Linked DNA regions of Athene noctua: region 1 is linked to region 2. Evidence: chromatin contacts called from public Hi-C data. All regions are on one chromosome and are shown on one strand. The core of a region is the stretch at or near the end of the contact, and the rest is flanking DNA. Distances in the headings are between cores, read along the strand shown.

The links. A called contact is a pair of places that touch in the nucleus more often than the background predicts.
Region 1: a Hi-C map of heart shows a contact between it and region 2, with 3 times the contacts expected there. The contact joins the promoter of AMOT here to the promoter of LOC141964479 in region 2. A contact is called at or near these places in 2 of 2 Hi-C or Micro-C datasets (heart and liver).

What each region holds. Positions count from the first base shown.
Region 1 is chr11:10,878,746-10,885,133 of bAthNoc1.hap1.1, reverse strand. AMOT (angiomotin) reads left to right here and starts at 1,714. Exons shown (of 13, transcript XM_074914990.1): 1 at 1,714-1,844.
Region 2 is chr11:10,597,515-10,604,801 of bAthNoc1.hap1.1, reverse strand. LOC141964479 (UDP-N-acetylglucosamine transferase subunit ALG13-like) reads right to left here and starts at 1,982. Exons shown (of 4, transcript XM_074914929.1): 1 at 1,856-1,982; 2 at 1,313-1,479; 3 at 960-1,100. The coding sequence starts at 1,936.

The DNA of each region.
Region 1 (6,388 bases), core at 465-2,964, 280 kb before region 2:
TAGCTTCTTTCTTGGTATTTACATTGAGAGGTTGGTGTGTCACTACTACCTCTGCTGTTTTTTTTCCCCTCTTCATCAAAAGCAACAAAACAAAGCTATCTGTAATCAAATATGGCAAGGAGTAGTAATGCTGCATGAACACAGATGTCTGTGCTTGAAAGCATTTTTCCACCTGACTTTGCTTGCTACTCACATCTCTAAAATGTTCTTTGGTTTCTACATGGCTTGTTTTAACTAATGCAATGTTCAGGTCTGTGTGCGTGACATAGCAAACATTGTACAACGAGGCCAGAGAGATATGCAGCTTTATGGCTTGTAAAGAAAAATAAATGAAACATCTTAACATGAGACCACAGGAGCTGTATACTTGAGGACCAGCAGCTGATTACTTGAGTGACAGTTCCCAGATATTTTTTTTTTTTAAGCTTTGCCTATTAATACTTTTTAGCACCTGGCTACTGCGGTGATAAAACATTCTTAAGTCATTAGAGGTTCCTTCTCTCACTAAATTTTACATCCTCTGGAGTCACACCGGTATTCCTACATTATTTTGGCATGTGTTCTGACAACTTTTCTAGAGATGAATCTTTGACAGTCTTGCTTTTACATTTTTATTGTTTTCGTTGGGAGTGTTTCTGGGGCAAGGAATGTTGCTAGTTAGAAACATTGTGGAAAAGACGTTACGTTAGAAGACAAAGCTATCACAGAATGCTCAAGCTGTGATGAAGGTAATAGATTTAGCACATAAGTGGGCCAGTAATAGAAGCCAGGTGAAATAAAAAGTGAAAAGCTTAAATTGTTATGGCTGAGATTGTAAAACATTTCAACATGGAAGACTTTAAATTTGTTGTCAACAAAGTAAGGTCCTCTTAGGCTGAAATATGTGAGCTCTCATACTGGTGTCTCCCTGCATAATTTACAATCTACTGTTAACTGCAGGTGGTAGAGATAGAGTTTCTGTGTTGTAAAATGTGCAACCAATGGTACTTGAAAAAGTTGTGAAAATGGCAGTCACCCTGTTAAGACCAGTAACTTTGCAGCCATGTGAGAGGACATCAGCCCTGATGTGGCAGAGAGGGCCCAGGACATCCTTAGTAGTTGTAGATCTGGCTGACCAGGAGGCCAGCTGTGGCAAACGTACCTTTGTAACTGCTAAAGCATCAAAACTTTGCTACAGCTCTGCCTGTCCATGGAACAGGGCCTCCTGCAGGCAGCGGCCATTTTGTGAGTGACATCATGATGGTGGGGAAAGCATCCCTCTCCCTTGGAGGGAAGGATGGATATCTTTGTCCTCTCTTTTTCAGTGTGTTCCCCTGGAGGCCTGCCGCCTTGGTGTGCCTCACAGCCCAGCCGGTGTTTCACAGAGGACTTCAGTGCTTTCAGCCCCAGGTGCCTGTGTGTCCCAGGCCTGCCAGAGAGGAGCTGCCTCCATCGGGCACCCGCCTGGGCCGCCTCTCCCTCCGCCGGCCATGACGGGGAAACCTGAAGGAGCCCCCAGTGCAGCTCCCTTCCGACCCCGGGCTGCGCTGCCAGGCTGGTGTTCCCGCTCACCCTCGGGCGGTGAGGCCAGGCGAGACGGCGCGGCCGGTCCCGCCGGCGGGCGGGCGGTGAGGCCGTGGCGGGGCGGGAGGACTACACTTCCCGGCCGCCTTTGCAGGCGCTGGCCCAGCGGGGGATGCCGGGTGCCGTAGTTGCAGCCTCCTGGTGAAAGTTAATAACTGAATCTGGGGTAGGCACTTCCCAGAGCTCCTCGGTGCCTCTCATTGCCATGCCGGCTTTGTCACCTCGGAGGAAAGAGGAGCAAGATGGATGAGCGGGCGGCCGCTGGGGCAGGCGCCCGCGGGGTAAGGAGCGGGTGTGGAGGGGGGGGAAGGGGGGCTCGGGCCGCCGCTGCGAGGCCGGCTGCGAGAGGGGAGGGCGGCTGGCGGCTGCCCCGCCGGGCCCCCGCGGCGAGGAGGGGGGGCCGCGGCTGCCCTGCCCTGGCGGGATGCCGGGCGTGGGGGCAGGTGCAGCGGCGAGCGGCGCTGGGGTTCCCCCCGCGGCGGGGCTGCTGAGGCGGGGGCGCGCAGCGCCGGCTCCCTCCTAACGGCCGCGATAGCCCCGGCCCTGCCCTCGGCGCCCCGCTCCTGCCCGCGCCCCCCGCCTCCAGCCTGAGCTAAATGCCGGCCCGGCCCCGCGCTGCCCCCTCCTCGCACCTCCCGGGGCGAGGCTGCACGGCCCCGCGGCTCCCCCGAGGGGGGGGTCCCCCCCTAGAGCCCGGGAAAGGGGCTCCCGTGTCTCTCTTCCCTGCTCTCGGGGAAGCCATCTCCTTCCCCGGGCAAGGTGCGCGGGTGTGGGGCAGTTCCGTGGCTCAGCCCGCAGCCCCCGGGATCGCGTCCAGTGTTTGGGGGTCGCCGCAGGCACCCCCGGTGGTCTCGGGAAAGTCTTGTCATTGGCAAGTGGCGAGGCGAGGAGAAGGCTGTGAGGGCTTGCAATGGGAACTGTTTGATGTGTGTCGTAGTGGGACAGAGGAGTCGGTGCGAAGGAGAGAGCAGAGCTGTGCTGCCCATTCCCAGGTTCGTTTTCAAGTCCAGGTTAAGGCAAGGGGATGTTTTGCTACCTACTGTCCTGCAGAGGAGATCCAGGGCCTCTGCCCCTGCCCAGCTGCAAGAGATGGTGCCTGCTCTGCCCTCCCTCCTCTTCCCTCCAGAGTCCCCATCCCTGCCAGCCCCAAACACCCACCTGAGCTGGTCCGCATCAGCCCAAACTCTGAGTTAAGCAGAAGTGACTCCAAATCCTCCTGCTTTGATCTCTGAGGGAACAAAATGCCAATCTAAGAGTGATAATCCCTAAAGAGTTAAAAGCTTTGTGTTTGCATCCTTGCCTGGTAGAGAGTGGGGATCCCACCAGCCCCTTGAGGCTCTGGGTTTAGCCGTCCCTGCTACTACTTCATGGTCTGCTCTCAGGTTGAAAGATTATGCCTTTCATTAGCAGACTGATTCAAGTAGGCCCATAAATACTCATTTATGTGACATTTACCACGTGGTCAAAGCAGAAGTACAAATCCTGTCTATCTCAATTCTGGCATACTTTTTGGGGAAGGTGAGGGCTGGAAGGCCAAATCTTTTGTGTGTGGGAGCTGTGGTGCATACAGGATCTTGGGTGATCTCAAACACCCATTGCTTTTGCTTGAAGCTGTAGATAGCCAAGAACTGGCTGAATCGCCAGCATACAGTAGGGTAGCCCCAGCACTTCCATTGTGCAGGCTCCTGGGGGACTGTTCTGACTTCTCACAACAGTCAGGCCCAGACTCGGCCTTGGCATCCTTGCCTGGAATCTCCCATTGTGAGATGCATAAAGAAGATCCCAATTCAATTTTCAGTATGTCACCTCTGATAATGATCCTTAATTCAGCCCCAATGCAATATAAAATAGCAAATTCCATTTTAGTTCACTTTTCATTTTCATTCTGCCGTTTAACGATAATTTTTCATTAAGCATCTAATCCTGTCTTAGCGTTTCTCATCAGTAAGGCTCAAGGTGCTTTACAAAACAGGTAAAAATATGACTATTCCAATTAGCCTTATTAAGATGTGGGGTTTGGGCAGCTTCTGCAGATAATATAGGTCATAAATAATTAAGAGTACAATCTAATTAAAAGAAACCCCCAGTTGTAAACCAAACTGCCATACTGAAGAAGCCAGTCTTCAAAGGAATGGCCTCCTAACCTAATCTCCCTGATGAGGAGAGTATCCCATTAACGCACAAATCTTCTCTCTCCTAATGTGTCTGCCCCAACAGCAGGTACTTTCATGTGCCTGTGCAGGACCCAAGGGAGGGAGAGGGTCAAGGAGTTTCAGTGACAAAAAGCAGTTTGGAGAGTGTTCTATTAAAGTCCCTTATCTCATCATTTGAATAAAGGTCTCATGTTTGGAGGCTTACCAAAATGTACAGCCTGAACGGAGCAAGGTTAGGAGTAGAACTGATTTAGTTTTTTAGTTACTGAAAATTAGAAACATTGCTCAAAATGGAGTCTAGAAGATACAAAGAAGGTTGTGGCCTGGATCCAGTTTATACGTGACCTAAATAGAATTCTGACCCCCAAACTTGCTGTGAACACCTTGTCAAATTTCATCAAAGTTGGACACAAACTTTCATGTTTGGGAGTTTAGGCTCTAGATTGCTAGTGCTAAACTGGGTCTGTGTATCCTGACACCTGTGTGTCGCCACGGGAAGCTATCTCAGGACCGCTGTTTATCTACATAATTCAGCAGTAGAGCTATGTGGATGAAATCCTTGTTCTCATTCCAAATACCTGTTGTCACGTATTACTTATTCTGTGGGAATGTTTTTGCTCCAGTTTGTGGTTATGCAGTGTTTAGCGATGACCTAATTGCAATGTTCTCATTAGCCAGAGAAATTTCTGAGTTTGGCTGTATAGTTCACCTTCTCAGTAAGTAAATCATTGGTCCGTAACACTGTCTACCATCAGTACTGTCACATTAGCCACATTTTATGAGGGATCATGAGGCTGGTGAGGGCACATTGAAGCTTGTGTATCTACAACAGCTTCTCACACTTCACCATTGTAATGTTTAACTTAGCTCAGAGTAAGTGCAGACCATCTTGTTGATGAAAATGCCTGAATCTGATGAGCTATAGCAGCTTGCTTACCACTAAAGAAACTGTACCTCTGTTAGTTTGGTGTGGGGTAATTTCCTTGAAAGTTGGTGATATACAAGCAGCTACAAATAAAGCTGAAAAATGCCAGATTGCCTTTCAGACTGTCTCATGATGAGGCTTAATCTTGGCCCGGGAATGCTGGTTTAATTTTCAAATGTAACTCAAAGGAATGTTGGTTGCAAGTTACATTAAAATGAGTCCCTAAGTCCCTTAGGGTCTTGGAGAGACCTATATCTTGTTCCTTCTGTGCTGTAATTTCTTCATTTCTATTGTGTTGAACTGTAGTTCAGTCTCATACGCTGGAAGCTTTGACTAGTAAGGCATGACTGGAGCTCTGAGTAATGCTCGTGGTACCGGAAAGCTACTACAAATGACAGAAGGGAACTTACAGAAATAAGGAAGCAGGGAATGCAGACATTTTGAGCAGCAGAAAGAGGGAGGGTGAGAACAGAAGAAAGGGGGGAGGGACAAAGGAATGAAAAATGTAAAAGAAAAAGCAGGAAGAAAACTAAACCACCACCATTCTAAGTGACAGTCAGTGTGGTGTGGGTGAGGCTTTGCACTTGAACCAGGTTTCCTAAGAACATTATCAGGTGCCACTTATGGGAGGGAGGAGGAGGGAAGAGGATTCCTGGAGAAGTGCATATCCACACAATGAAGTCTTTGGTTTCTTCCCTTGCACATTTGTAGAGCGCTCACGTCTTTCCCTTACCCCAGGAGACATTCCCATTTCCTTTCACTTACCAGTGTTTGGAAGGCGGAAGGAGATGAGGCACTGTTGGGTTCCCTTATTAACTTAATCTGTGGGAAGCCCTACATAAATCATTGAATTTCCTAGTCTTGATAGAATGAGATATTTGTACAGTGAAGTCAAACAGAAGATCGAGGTTCCTGCACAGGGAGGCTTTGACGCTGTTCCAGTCCTGTGCCTGTGACTCTTAATGTGTGCATTTCTTTGAAGTCTGAAGCTTAGGAGTCTGCATTAATGATCAAGGGACAGAGCTGAATACAGAATTTGTACGGTATGAAGGTAAAGGTGTGGGTATGAATGTGGGAAGAGAATATTTAAGAGCAGTCTGGCATATATAGTTAGTAATATTAAAAAAAGTAATCACATTAATTTCCTATTGTTACTCAAGTTTCCAATGCTTTTAGCATCTTCTCATTCCTTGTAGATCAGTGATTTCTTGCTGGGTCCTGTCGTGTCCAAAATACTAACTTCTCTAAAAAGTAGAAGACTTTGAGTTTGAAACCTTTTGTCCTTTTGTGCAATGGGAAACTTGCTCTGATCTGTTATGCAGGAATCTCTGTTCCTCGTGCAGTGTTTTAGAGCACTGTGCTTGGCATTTGGCTGTCACTCTGTCCCACTCAGCCAAGTGTCGGTGATCCCGGAATGCTTAAAAACTTCCTTGCGGCGCTCTGCAGATGTGAAGCTCTTATGAAGTTGAGATTTGTCGGGAGCAAAATGCATTAAAACAATTATTTCTGACTTTGACTTACGACTATGTTAAAACTCACTTATTTTTACCACTGTGTTTGTTCCTTTTTGGGCTTGTAGCTATTTCTGTAATTCAGAAGCTGCTGTTCTCATTTTTTGCTCCATAAAGTAAAATAGTCAAAGTAAAATGCTGTGTATCTTGCTACACTTAATATACAGATATCTACTGACTGAAACAGTGAAATATACCCTGGGTTTCAATTTCTGACCCGCTATTTTAAATGCATT
Region 2 (7,287 bases), core at 733-3,232:
TAAAACAAGAAAACAAATGAAACTAACAGGAGCCAGGATAAATACAAACAAACAAAAGGAGATACGGGTTTTGGGGGGGGGGGGGGGTGTTTCTTTTTTCCCTGAAGTGACAGGCAGTAGACCTATGCAACTCCTTGTCAGAAGATGCGGCTGATTCAGGAAGTTTGGTTAAAAAGGCAGCCTGAATAAGTACTTGAAAGATAGAGGTATTGAATGTTACTGACTAGACAGCATCTGATTTAGGAATCCCCCTGACTCAAATACCTAAGAGCACTGGAAGGAAAGCAATACAAGGAAGTACCGTATGTTCTTGCCCTGTTTCTCCTTTTGGCTGGGCATCTGGACACGGCCACTGCAAATAGAATATTGAGCTATGTGGACTCCTGATCCATATCTGTAAGGCCATTCTTATGTTCTAAATACTCCAGACACTTTCAATTTTATTATGTCAATGCATTTATACAGTAAACTTTAGTGCGCTTTACAAGGAAAATCCAAATAGCAAGATGATGGAGTCCTAAGTCTGAAGGGAGAAATTTACTCCTTATGGCTCATGGTTACAAACCAATTGTCTGGGTTGTATTATTTCTATACTTCAAAAAAGAATCAAACAGCTAGTGAGAAAAAGCAGAAAAAGAAAGAAGCTGTTAGGTGCCTCCTGGATGCTACCTGACTCTTTCAAATTCAACCACGTCTATTTGGTTTAAATTGCTCTTCTTTCAATCTGAATATGTGTGCCCTCAAAAAAAAAAATAATGCAGGACTCATGGTCAAATGGTTTGTTAAGTTTGGTAAATCAGCACCTAATGTTAATCTATCCACTATGGAATATCTACCTTGCAAACAAATGGCTGTTACAGGATGTATGTTTCCTTGTTACATTCTCAATACTGTAGTAACACAGAGTGCTGGTGCTGAACACTGCTTGGCCAGTCAGGACAGCCCCAGAAGCTCCATACCTGCAATTACAGCAGAGGACATGCCCATCTCTGTTGAGCTGTTTTGCCAGTTCAAGCTGATGGTTGTTCATCAGCTTTTCATTCGTTACAACTATTAGTGGTTTTCCTTTTTCTAGAGTCTCCAGACAACTACCTGCACCTACAGGAGAAACAGAAAACACCATGAGTTTTTGCCCTGACACATATCATCTTACTTGCTTTTGAAACGCGGGAAGACTCCTAAAGGTGAACATTAACCACTCGGCTCTAGCTGCGGATCGTTCGATGCCAGCCCAACCCCGAGCCGTAGAGACCGACTTCACGCAAGCGACTTCCCATCCTGCCCCCAGGCCAACCGGCAAACAAACGGGGCGCTACCTGCGTGGCTGATGACCAGGTCCGCCCTCCGCAGGTCCTCGGCCAGCGAGTCCTTGAAGCGGAAGGCTTCCACCGCCAAGGCCGGGCTGCCGCTCAGCGCCGGATCCAGCGCTCCCCGCCCGACCTGCAGCACCAGCTTCCCGTAGCCGCGGCTCCGCAGCACCTACGCCGGCGGGAGGGATGTGGGGGGGGTGTGTGCACTGTGTGCGCCCACCCAGGTCGGACACCGGGGCGCCTGGCCCTGCTCCCAGTTACCCTGGCCCGGCCCGGCGGCCTCTGCCACCACCTCCCCCCTCGATTCGCGCCACGAACCGCCCGGCCCCCTCCGCCGCCGCTGACCACGACCCCGCCACAGAGGGCTCCCCACAACCGTCCCCGCTGCCCCCCCCCCATCTCCAGCGGGACGGCGTGGCGGAGGGGAAGGGAGAAAGGGCGGGACAGCTCCCAGCGCGCAGGCGCCCGGTAGAGGCGCGGCGGGCAGGCCGGGGAGGGGAGGCCCGGGATGACTGTCTGAGGCGCTGGTCTCGCCGCCGCCTCACCTCCAGGGCCTCCGGCGAGCAGACGGTCGCGATCAGGTCGTCGAAGCTGGTGGTGCCCACGGTGACGAAAACGGACTTCATGGCGGCGACCGCCTGCCTCCAGCGCTCCGCGCGCGGGGAGCCGCCAGAGGGCGCCACGCATCGCCCCCAAAATGGCTGCCGCCTGAGGGGGAGGGTTGGCGGGCGGGCGGGCGGGCGGGCGGGGGGCCATGTCCGTTTCTCCGCACGGCTCCCCCGTGCCCGTTTGGGCCCGCTGCTTCCGCCCAGGCGAGCGAGGGGACCGGGCAGGTGCGGTTCCCGGTGCCACAGGCAGCCGGACCCGCCGCAGGGGTGCGGGGCTCCCTCCGCGGTGCTGGACCGGCAGGGAAGGTGCCCGCTCTGCCTGACGATCCCACTCGCGGGCAGCGTTCAGCCACCTCGGCGCGGTAGCCAAAAGTGTCTCAGTTTTTCAAACCTTCGTAGCGGGCAGACTAACCCAAATTTGGAAAAGAGATTCAGAAGATTTTTTCTTCCACATGTTATTTTAGCACATGGGGCTCAGATCACAGTAACTGACAGCCTGACTGGGCCAGGTGCCGGGTGTGTTCACAGCCTGCTGTTCCCCCCGTAGCACGGCTGCAGCTACCTTTTCTTGATAGGCTGACCTGGGCTAGGCATGGGGACTACCCAGTCTGGGCCAAGCCTCCCACGGCATTTACGGTGGGAATAACACCACAAAAGGATAGTAGCAAATGAGCAGTCAGTCATGCTTTGGCGGAGAGACTGATGTATCATCTAGAGTGATACTACTGCAGCAGGGAAGTGGAAGACAGAATAAGTGCCAAGATTAACAAAGAGCACCTGCAAGAGGGCAGAGTTTCTGCAGAGCACATCAGCAGTACCTGTGAAAGCAGGAGGCCTTTGAGCAGCCACACCATAGCGTTTGGGAAACTGCCTTTATCCAGATCAACTTCTGACAAGACAAGCATGTTACATGGGAAATGCAACTGAAAGAATCCATAGCATTTCAGCCCAAAGTTGTTCTGCAACCTGCCAGATGTAGCTACCTGAACTGTAGAGAGCAAGAGTAGCTGGCTTTCCTATCTGAAATGAGCCCTCTAGGGTACATTGAGCAAAGTGCCACACAGGGACAACGGAGGCTACTTTAGATGGCAATACACTGAATCAAGCATGAAAACAATTTGCATGACTAAAGTATTTTATGCTCCATCTTCAATTAATAGATTTTGGAATAAAAGCCAAAAACTACATTCTGATGCAAGGAAAGCTACAACTGCCATATACCTGAATCAGTGTTGCCTGAAGCAGTCCTGTAATGGCAGTCCAAGGCTGACACAACCCCTTGAGCACTGGGCCTCACTGAAGGACACTTTGCTTCTGGTCAGAGCATCATCTGGGGATATCTCATAGCATTGCAGAGCAAATACATGGGATTCAAGCCTATCTTCAAATGACTGAGGCAGGAGAAAATTGCATACATTACCATCAGTGGATGAGCTTGGGTGGTTTTGCTGTGTGGATATCCTTCCAGTGATGCCACAGAGATTGGTGAAGGTGGGAAACAGAAGGAAAAAAAGACATATTTTGAACTCTGCATTCTACATTTTGTTTAGAAAACTTGAATGATTCTGGCTATGCATGTGCACTGTGTCCATTCCCCCCAAAATCCCCAAAATGCTGCAAATTCAAATAGAAACTGCTGTCTGCTGGCTCTTAGTTGTTTCCAGAAAGTCAGACATAAAAATTATTTGGCCTAAATAGGTTAACCTGCCACAGGAGCTGAGACTGCAACTCAAGGAAAACCCTGTAAGTGAGGTTGAAATCAAAGCTAGGAGCTGTACCCCCCAAGTTTTTTTTCCTCACTTTGTTGCTGATCAATGTTAGCACCTTGGGGAGGTGCTCATCTTTTCTGTTTCTCTGCCTGCAATGCAGTGTTTAGCAATTTATGTCTTCTAAAGCTTTCTGTGGTGGTGATTATATTAATGTGCAGAGAACTGACTCTTAAAAATCTTCACTGTAGCAAAGTTTTAAAGACACAGGTTTTTTGCCTACCCTCCTTCCCTTGGGCTCTTGAAAGATATGTTCTCAGTATCATTGAACACAGGTAGGTTTTCCCTCCTTCCTATTACCCTTTTTCTAAGCACAAATCTGATGCTGTTTCAGGCTGGTCTTATTACCTTATGAAGACTGAGGAAAAGTACTCCCTTGAGCAAAGGCATGTCAGGTCCCTGTGGAATGTGATCCTAAGAGCCGAGGAACAAGAAATCAGGCAGGACGTGAGGCTGGAGATGAAGGCCGTTTCTGAAAAATAAAAATGCTGTTTAGCTCTAAACCACATTAAATCAATTGCAAAGATGAAGTCAACAGTAAATTTATTGTTCCAGGTACATTTCCTCTTTGTGATGAAAACCTGGGTAGCTGGGGGTGGGAGGGGGGCGGATAACAGTTTCAGAAAAAATCTGAACATTAAATCTGTTAACACAGTCTTGTCCACTGAAGGCTAAGAATAACCCTTTAGCAGTTGCACAAACTGAACTAGCAGTTTTCTTTCTTATTTGCAAGTGTAACACAATGCATAATTCTACAAAAAGAAACTACTTAAATTAAACATCTATTTATTCCTTGAATTAACATGAATAGATGAGGTCACATCTGTATACACTGAGTGTTCCAAGAAAGATGCAGAAAAGATGTAGCTATCTTGAGGATACCTCTGATTGCTATGTTAATGGCTCATTCACAGTGCTCGTTAGCCCCCTGTTGCTTTCATTCAGCATAATGAGCCACACTGAAATGTATTTATTTTTTGATTAAAGCAAATGGTGCTGACAGCAGACAGGTCCAGGAGGAGGGTGGCACTTTTGCTGTAGAGAAAAACAGTATCAGAGTCCTAAGTGCACAGGGCCTTAGTGGCCCTGACCAGTCTTACCCAGCTCTTACTGCTCTCCCTCAGGACAAGGAAGCCAGGAACTGAGGGTGACCACAACACAAGCCAGGCAAGACCTTGCCAACAGGACACAATGTGACCACACTAGCGAAAAACAAGCAGAGCAGTGGCAGCAACACGACGAGCAGTCCAGTGATCATCACACAAATACAAGGTAACATGCCATTTACAAAGTCAGTCCAGGAAACCCAAACAGCAAGTCAGGAGCAGAACTTAGCAGCAAGGACAACTCACCTGTCATACCAGCATAAAACAGACGTAGACGTGCTCAGGTGCGGAGGGCCACAAAGATGGTCGGGGGGCTGGAGCACCTCCCTTACGAGGGCAGGCTGAGAGAGTTGTTGTGCAGCTGAGAGAAGAGAAGGCTCTGGGGAGACCTTAGAGCAGCCTCCCAGTGCTTAAAGGGGCTACAGGAAAGGTGGGGAGGGACTCTTGAGCAGGGACTGTAGGGATAGGACAACAGATAATAGTTTTAAACTGAAAGATTAGATGTAGGGAAGGAATTCTTCCCTGTGAGGGTGGTGAGGCCCTGGCACAGGCTGCCCAGAGAAGCTGTGGCTGCCCCCTCCCTGGCAGGGTTCAAGGCCAGGTTGGACGGGGCTGTGAGCAACCTGGGCTAGTGGAAGGTGTCCCCACCTAGGGGGGGAAGGAGAACAACAATAACAGCTGAAACTAGATTATTTTTAAGGTCCTTTCCAACCCAAACTGTTCTATTGTTCTACTTAAAGCCTGCACTTAAATGAAGTTCTCATCAGAGGGTGTGGGTGAAAGCCCCAGCTGAGGCTGGTCGGGGCAATTACGAGCTATTAGTGCAGTCAAGGCCGTGACAACTGATGGATAGGAAGTCAGACTTCGGGATGAAAGGAAGGATGCTAAATTTTTCAGGTGTGTCAACACATGTGTAAATCTTTGTGAGAAAAGGTAAGGACAGGATCATTAAATTATTGTAATTTTTTTTTTTAATGAGGAGGATAGAAATTAAATATATTGGAGTGTTTTCCTGTTTATATCATTACTTTATATTAGGTTAATTACAGTAGTTTAGGAAATTACTGCTCATTTGTAACTAAAGCACTATAACTCATCATATGCATGCTCTTACTCTGCCAAAATTGAAAAATTAATTCACCATCATAAGTCCACACATTCATTCTGCAGTTAGAACAGGTTTACAGTGGTTGCTGTTGTACCTCACCTGTGACCTTGCTTTCAGCCATCCAGTCATAACTTAAAGTTCCTATAAAGTACTCACAAGAAAATGTTCCGTGCCTGAGCGGCAACTTGTTCATACTCTCACTGTTTGCTGCCTCTAATTTCAGCAGAGTAAAACATGTATTCAGAAAAATGAAGACACTTTAAATAATACTAGTCTTACTAACCATCAAGTGAGAAAGTGGAGTACAGTCTATGTAGTACTGAGTTAAGTTTCTATATCTAGGTTTGTTCTGACTATTAATGTTTGCATATGTGTGCTGGTTTAAGCCCTGCCAGGACCGGAGACCACGTTTCGATTGCCCCTCCCCCACCCTCAGCCGGTCGGGCTGGAAGTGAGGCACAAACCCCCGGTTAAAATAAGAAGCAATTTAATACAACAGTGTAATAAGCAATCTGAACAACAACAGTAGCAATGATAACAACAATAAACAGCAATAACAGTAAGCAAAACAAAAGATATACAGAGAAATACCGCAAACGTGTGCTCCCTGCCACCAAAGCCACAAAGGAAGATCCCTTCCCCCTTCTCTGCTGGGGAAACTTAACCCTATCCTAGCTGAACCAGGACAATACGGAAAACCTTCTTATTCTTCCAGTCAATGGGTGCCCATTTGGTGGTGTTTTCTAAACTGCCCAATTTTTCTTGTCAGTGCTTTAGGGTATTCACAAGTTAAATTAAACATTGGGCATTTTAGGATACTGACATGTTAGGTAACAATAAACCCAGGCAGCTCAAGAAAAAAAGAGATTCACTGACCGCTTCTTACTCTTAAGCACTTCTTACTCTTAAGAAGAGGTTTGGACTAATTTCTGTGTGATCAAAGGACTGCTCAAAGGAAGGAAAGCATACTGCTCTTCTTCCAAAGTGTAGAAGGCCTGATTGCATAAGAGCATGGTACTTCAAGTTTCAAGAACAGCTGACCATACTCTGCAGGTTGCAAAAACAGACCTAATATTACTAGCCTGTCAAATGGAATTTATCTTTCAGTTTTGTCAATCAAAAATGTCCAGGAGTGAGTGAGCACCAGTTACAGGGAGTCCTTACATTGGATCTCTTTCAATACTCCTTGTGGAAGATGTTATATACAGTTTTGTTTGAAATAAGGGTTAAAACAGCTATTCTTAAAATACAGTATATTCAGGAACATGACACATCAGGTTTTGCATTTGATTCTTTTGCTTTTTATTGATGAGTGCTGGATTTTGCTTCTACAGGAGCTTGGTTTGCTTGTTTTCTTTCCAGAATGAAGAGAATTCAGAAATCACTGGA